Regions from separate parts of the Mus musculus genome. Here region 2 is linked to region 1. Evidence: chromatin contacts called from public Hi-C data. All regions are on one chromosome and are shown on one strand. The core of a region is the stretch at or near the end of the contact, and the rest is flanking DNA. Distances in the headings are between cores, read along the strand shown.

The links. A called contact is a pair of places that touch in the nucleus more often than the background predicts.
Region 2: a contact with region 1 is called in a Hi-C map of B cells, with 6 read pairs. The contact joins the promoter of Mcmbp here to the promoter of Dctn5 in region 1. A contact is called at or near these places in 1 of 39 promoter capture datasets (pre-B cells) and 2 of 484 Hi-C or Micro-C datasets (B cells and CD8 T cells).

What each region holds. Positions count from the first base shown.
Region 1 is chr7:122,131,436-122,134,936 of GRCm38.p6, forward strand. It overlaps Dctn5 (dynactin 5), which reads left to right and starts at 1,606. Exons shown (of 6, transcript NM_021608.3): 1 at 1,606-1,746; 2 at 2,734-2,802. The coding sequence starts at 1,699. Palb2 (partner and localizer of BRCA2) reads right to left here and starts at 1,511. Exons shown (of 13, transcript NM_001081238.2): 1 at 1,285-1,511. The coding sequence starts at 1,332.
Region 2 is chr7:128,738,568-128,742,122 of GRCm38.p6, forward strand. It overlaps Mcmbp (minichromosome maintenance complex binding protein), which reads right to left and starts at 1,862. Exons shown (of 16, transcript NM_145955.3): 1 at 1,566-1,862. The coding sequence starts at 1,623.

The DNA of each region.
Region 1 (3,501 bases), core at 356-2,855:
CAATGTCAAGTGTGAGGAGTGATACAAGACAGGGAAGTGCAAGTGGGTTTTCCAGAGGCTTCACTTTTAGGTATGTTTTTGTTTTGGTCATTAAAAATTAAGAAAAAAAGTTACTAACAACTTAAACTTTTCTTAAGCACTTTCCCCACCTCATTCCCCAGCACTTTTGTGGGACTCCAGCACTTCTGTGCTAAAGTCACTTTAGTCCCCATCCATTCTCAGACACATAATAATAAAAATGGCAGATACTTTCATAATGTGCTTCAGTTAGTCCTAGGGAATTTTGTGACTTTAATGTCCAATGACTCAATTAGCACTCACAATAACCCTAACAAATAGATTCTATTATATAATCATCCTCCTTTGAGATATGCAAACTGAACAGAGAATAAGCAGTTCCTCCAGGATGCTGCCATTTATAACTGCTCCATTTAACACCCCCCCCACACACACAGAGGTTTCATATCATATATATTTTGATTCATAATAGCAGCAAACTGCAGTTATTAAGTAGCAACCAAATTATGGTCATGGGCCACCACAACATGAGTAATTCTGATCTTAACCTGTTATCTTGTCCTCAATCTTATCAGTAAGTAGGAGTTATCTTGTTTATTTGTAAATGATCTTTACCACCCTTAGAAGGTAAGACAGGATAGGAAGACAAATTAATGTGAATTCTAATTTTGCACAGAAAGCACAAGAACATGGAAGTAATATTTAAGTCTTGCAGGAGAATAATATTCTGAGCCTGAAAGAAATGAGAGCTCCTTCTAACTACTACACTAAATTTGTATGCACACACACAACACCTGTTCATTATATGTAATATTTATATTATTTTCTTCCCCTCATCTTGTTCCAACGTGGGTCTTAAACATGGAGAACACCAGCTGCAGAACCAACCAGAGTACACGTTATAACCATCCCCTTCTCCAATGTAAACCTATTTTGGAGGTCAAGCCCTAACAGACAAACACGAAAATGTATATATATAAGGCTGTTGACGTGACGTGAAAGATTTATGTGACGGGGCCGGAGTGGAGTGGGAGAGAAGAGGGCCTCTAGGTTTACCTATATGTAGTTTTACACCTAATATTTATGCAGTGCCACTAGAAGATGGGTTTGGCTCGTCTGCATTTTAAGCTTCGCCACCCGAGCAGCGCGCTCGTCTCAGTGACTTCTCGTGGAGGCTGTAGGTAGGAGGACACTGCCTCGGATACAGGAACTAGGTTTGAAAACCCAGCCTAAAGCCCTGGGTCACCCTTCCCGCAACCCGGGCACCTTTTCCTTCTCCGCATAGCTGAGGGGCTTCCCGGAAAGCTCTTCCATCGGGTTGGAAGCCGAACGCAAGGAGCAGCCGTCTCCAGCCTCGGGCCTGTGGTCACGGGGACCCAGCCAGGGCTTCCTAGGGCCAAGAGGAACCCCTGGGAAGAACGGGGACCTAGTTCACCCCCACTATGTTCCTGCCGAGCCACACAGGTTCCGCGCGCTAGCCGCTCTGGCCAATTAAAACCTCTGTTCGCTCTGCGCACGCGCAGCTGGAGACTGCCGAGCGATCGAGCAGGCTTGACTAGAGGAGAGTCGAATGAGAGTCCAGGGCGGGGATAGCGGAAGTGGCCGATCAACCGGAAGTAGCTGGAATCACCGTCTGCCTGAGCTACTGACAGGATCCTGAGGTTCAGAGAGGGGGAAGCCATGGAGTTGGGCGAACTGCTGTACAACAAGTCGGAGTACATCGAGACGGTGCGCGTGTGGCGACCCTGCCGCCGCTGGCAGTCACGGGACCCTCGAGGACTGGACGGTCGCCCCTCCCGTCCCGGCTGCACTGGTTCCCGTTCCCTCAGTCCCTTCCTTGGATGACTTAGAGATGCTTCGTGTTTCATCTGATTGTTATTTAGTCGGTGCATGCATGCATTAGGCTCTCTTCTCCTTCATCTCGTGTGTGTGGGTGTGCTGTGTAGCGGGGGAGGAAAGTGTGGATGTGGGAGAGTTTCTATGCATATATATCTATGTGTGTGCATATACACACGCCTGAGTTTCCTGTTAAATAATGTCTTCCAGAGGAATACACAGTACAGCCTATTCATTCTGTATATAAATTACATTTTCAGACTCCGGGCCCTTTTTAAAAATAATATTTCACAGTCTGCTTACGTGCTAAGACGTTATTGTTTCTATTCGTCAACTCATAATACAACATATGTAAACTGCCCCCGTTAGGGTTACTATCATTATTTTTTCTGTGTGTCTGTGATCATGGAAAAGTAATTTTCCTCACTGAAGGCTATGAAACCGTAATATGGAAGTGGGGTCTGAATGCACATCAGTCATTAGACCGCTCATTAGATACCGATCCTGAATTCATTTCTTGAGCTCTCAGTTCCTGATCTACCCTTGCTCTTTTGATAGATTGGATTCAGTTCCTGAGTGCTCTTATCACGGAGCCGTGCCCACAGCCTTCCCCCCCCCCCCCCAGTGCATTCCTTCTCCAGTTTGTTTTTGTTTGTTTGTTTGGTGATGGAGTCTCACTTCATAGTTTAGTCTAACCCCAAATTCACAGTCACCCCACCCAGAGCTGGGACAGTAGGGGTGCAGTATACATTCAGGCCTCATTCATTTTTAGACTGCCCTTCATTTGAAGTAATTTTCTCCTCAATGTGAGCTTTCATGATGGAAACTGTAGTCCAGAAATCCTCTGTTTTTTCACTCCAGATTTCTGTTTGCTTTTAGGCATCTGGGAACAAAGTTAGTCGCCAGTCTGTTTTGTGTGGAAGCCAGAACATCGTCCTCAATGGCAAGGTAAAGGGCACAGGCAGCTTCAGGAGGTTACCCTTATGCCTTCAGCTAGTCACTGTATCAGCAGGGTATATGGGATAGTGCTGTCTCCAATTTGTCATTTCCAGTTCTCTCTCTTTGTTTTTGTTTTTTTAAACATTTATTTATTTTATGTATATATGAACACATTGTCACTGTCTTCAGACACACCAGAAGAGGGCATTAGATCCCATTACAGATGGTTTTGAGCCACCATGTGGTTGCTGGGAATTGAACTCAGACCTCTGAAAGAGCAGCCAGTGCTCTTAACCGCTGAGCCATCTCTCTAACCCCTCTTTCTTTGTTTTCATTTTTTTCTCCAAATTAGATTTATTGAATGCACAAAGACGATCAGGGAGGAGAAGCCAAAAAAATTAGAGAGCGGCCCATTAGATGGGGAATAAAGAAGCTTTAAGGAAGAGGGTGGGGAGGGCAGTAACACGTGAAATATAACAGGAGAGAGCACAGGAGACACAGGGCAGCTAGACAGAGGGAGAAGAGAGGGGAGGAATTTCTTCTAAACAGAACGTGAACACTTCTGTCATTTTCTTCAGTATTTTATTTAAATAGGATTTACATTGCATTAAATATTATGAGTAAGAACATGGTGGTGGTGGAGGGAAGGGCCAGAAATCTTTTATGTCTGAACAGAATGCAGTGGCAGATTGTTCTCTGTGCTGTATT
Region 2 (3,555 bases), core at 612-3,111, 6.6 Mb after region 1:
GCAGCAGTGACCTTTCCAAAACATTCCAAAATATTTATAAAATATTGATAATCAAATGCAATTTTCCCCGAACTCCCTACAGCAGGACCGTGGTAGTGGGATATTTCTCATAAATGGAGATTCTGGCTGGGTAAGGTGGCACACGCAACACTCCAAAGGATGAGGCAGGAGGATTTCCATGAGCGCCAAGCCAGCCAGCTAGGGCTAGGGACCTGCCTCAAACTAAAGGGTAAGGAATTCTGGTATCGGTCATTGGAACTTAACCCTTTAAGTCCCAAACCTTTAACTACGGAGAGATTTTTTTTCCCCTAAAAATTTATCTACACATTTGCACTTTCACCCAGTACAGAACTGAACCCTGGCTTGACATTTGGGAATCATTGTTAGTCTCGACATGCCAGTTGTTGGGTCCAATATTTTGAACTTCAATTACTAGCACTTAGCGAAGGGCTCTGCCTTCCAAATGACAGAATCACAGGTAGCAGCTTACACACACCCTTTGATAACCACCCTAGATGGCTAGGTTTGAATCTGCCTCTTTCCACCTGCACTGTACTCAGACCATTCATCAGGCCAGGCACACATTCTACTACTGAGCTATAATACCCCAAGCCCGTGGTTTACTCTTTCGCGGGCTTGCACACCCCTGCCCCTGTTGAAGACACTGTGTGTTCACTGGCTATATAATCGTCATGTCTACCCAGCCCTTCTATCTGCCGGCTTTAGTTTCACCCTGGGAAACTACCTGATTAGTTAGAATTCTAGGTAAAATGAATCCGATCCGGTGGGAGCGTTACTACAGAAAACACATTCCACGGAGACCGGTGGCACAGGCCAGTCATTAAACGCACCGAAATCTGGGATGCGCGTGGGAATCGGAGGTCTGGTTAACCAAAAAAAGCAACGATGACAATTACACCTAGAATTTACTCAGCTTGCCTACAGCACTCTCGGCTCCCGTTCTGTGGCAACTCATCTAAGTAGTTGAGTATTTCTAGCTAGCCCTGGTACGGGAACAGGTAACAGAGCAGACGGGTTCTAATGTCAACAGGGCAGGAAGAATAATTTAAAAAAAAAAAAAAAAAAAAAAGAAGAAGCATTCTCCCGGATGTCAAGGGAAACAGAGAGAACTTCTGAGCGAAGGCTCGAGCACTCCCTTACACACCCCGGAAGTTTTGAAATATCCCGCAGGCTCCCACAGGCAGTGGCTTCTCTCCGCGGCCGCTCTAAGGGCCCTCCGTGGGCAAGGGGACCTCTCCGTGTCTGCAGCACCCGGGCTACGTAGGCCACCGGCCCGGAGCCAGGCCGTCAATCACAGCTAGCGCTCGGAGCCGCGGCCCCGCCGCCAGCGAGCCGCGGCCGGGCAGCGGGCAGGTGACGGGAGGCGGCGGCGGCGCCAGCGCCGGCGGCCGGAGACGGCTGCTTCTGCTCGGCTTCCAGGCCCGGGGCCACGCGAGCCCTCGGCAGTGATTCCCCCGGCCCGTCGTCCGGAGTGCGGCCGCGCGGCGGGCCTGGTCCCGCAAACTCCGCTCCCCTCCCGGCCCTGCTCGCCACGCGCCACTCACCGAAGAAGCCTTGCACGATCCCGAGCGGGTGGCTCAGCCAATCTTCTCCACAGGGCATGGCGCTGAGGGCCGGGGCCAGCGCGGCCCGTGCGGCGGGCGCTCCTCTGCGGGCCGAGCGCGCTCGGAGCCCGGCTTCTCGGGGGCTCGGCCGCTCCTCGTCCGCGCCCTCCCACGCGCGGGGGCGTCGCGAGCCACGGGCCTCCGCGCGTCTCAAGGAGAGGTGGCTGCGGTGACGGGCACGAGCGCCTCGGAGCTGCTGGCCAGCGGCCGGAGGGGTGGGGGGGAGACCGTCCTAGCCTCCACTTCTCACAATGGCGGGAAATCGCGGCCACCGACCGCGCTGCCAGCGACCTGGGTGGAGCTCGAGGAGGAGGGGCGGCGGGAGCGTGCTGCGCACTCCCGGAGGGGAGGGAGTGGGCGGGGCGGACGGCCATTTTGGAGACGGAGACAGGTCGGGCAATCCCGGGGCCGCCATCTTGGAGATGGGCAGAGGAGCGCGTCTGTGCTTGGTATAGTGGTCCCTGTGTGCGCGCCTGGTGGCAAACTCCATCAGGGTGCTTCATTGGCTCAAAGTTTGAGTCCTTGCACCTGGACCAAAAAGACGCACGTTCTGCCAACTTCAAGAGTCATCTCTAAGCAAAATTAAAGGTTGAAATTCTATTTGGTGTCTGATCATCTGATCCCCTTGTGCCTCTTGTTTCTGGTGGTAGAACTCTTCTAAGGTGCCCTGCCCAAAGTCCTGTATAAGATTTGCCCCCAGCTCAGTGAGTTCTTCCTGAACGATTTAATCAAGGAGGTTGTGTAGCCTTTGTGGGCATCTCAATATGGCCAAGGAACTGGCAAGTGCTCAGAACTCTCTCCTAGCCCAGCCTTTAGCTTCTAACCTCAAAACACCCAAATGATCTCTGCTTCCAACCTGGCAACTAGGGAGCTATGACAAGATTCCTATACAGCATACAGATCAGAACACTCTTACAGGGCAGACCCTGAAGGGCCTAGAGAATTTAGGAACTGTCAAGTTTTCATAGAGAAGACATTTTCCCTAGAAATGGGATATACCTCAGAAAACCCTGATTTCATCATCTATACCTACTCGGCTGTAAAAAGGTAGTGGTGATCTGAATGTAATCTAGAAAGTATATAGCTGAAGAATAAGAACTTCTTGGTGGCAGAACACTTGCCTGTCATGCAAGCCCTAGCAAGGGATCAAACAGAGAGAGATGGCGACAGATGAACAGAGACAGCTATGACCAAACCCAGAAACCTCTGTAGTTCAGAAGGAAAAGGGAACCAAACCTGCCCTTCTGCCTTTGTTGGTCCCCTGGAGGGAACGTATCCTTAAATCATAGCACTTGGGATATAGTCAAGGAAGGTCAGGAGTTCATAGCCAGCCTTGGCTACACACTGAATTTGAGGCCAGCCTGAGCTACCTATATATGACCCCGTCTCAAAAACAAATAGATAAAAATTAAGAGCTCCACAGTGGTGGCCCATGCCTTTAATCCTATCACTCAGGAGGCAGAAGCAGGAAGATCTCTGAGTTTGATGCCAGTCTGGTCTACACAGCGTGTTCTAGGACAGCCAGGGATACACAGGTTTTCAAGAAACCCTGTCTTGAAAGAAAAATTAAGTTTGTGATCACCCACAAAGAACAATAACTTTGTAGAGAAATGACAGAAGAAAGTAGTTCTTAGTTCCCAAAGGCAACAAGCTGCAGGAAGTCAAAATAGGAGAGATTCATGGTAGACACAGTATATAAGATCTTTCTGCTTCTGGGTTGATAAGGATCGAAAGCTCAGCCAGGCGGTGGTGGCACACAACTTTAATTCCAGCACTTGGGAGGCAGAGGTAGGCAGATTTCTGAGTTCGAGGCCAGCCTGGTCTACAGAGTGAGTTCCAGGACAGCCAGGGATACACAGAGAAACCCTGTCTCAAAAACAAACAAACAAACAAACAAACAACAACAACAAAAACAAAAACAAAAAAACAA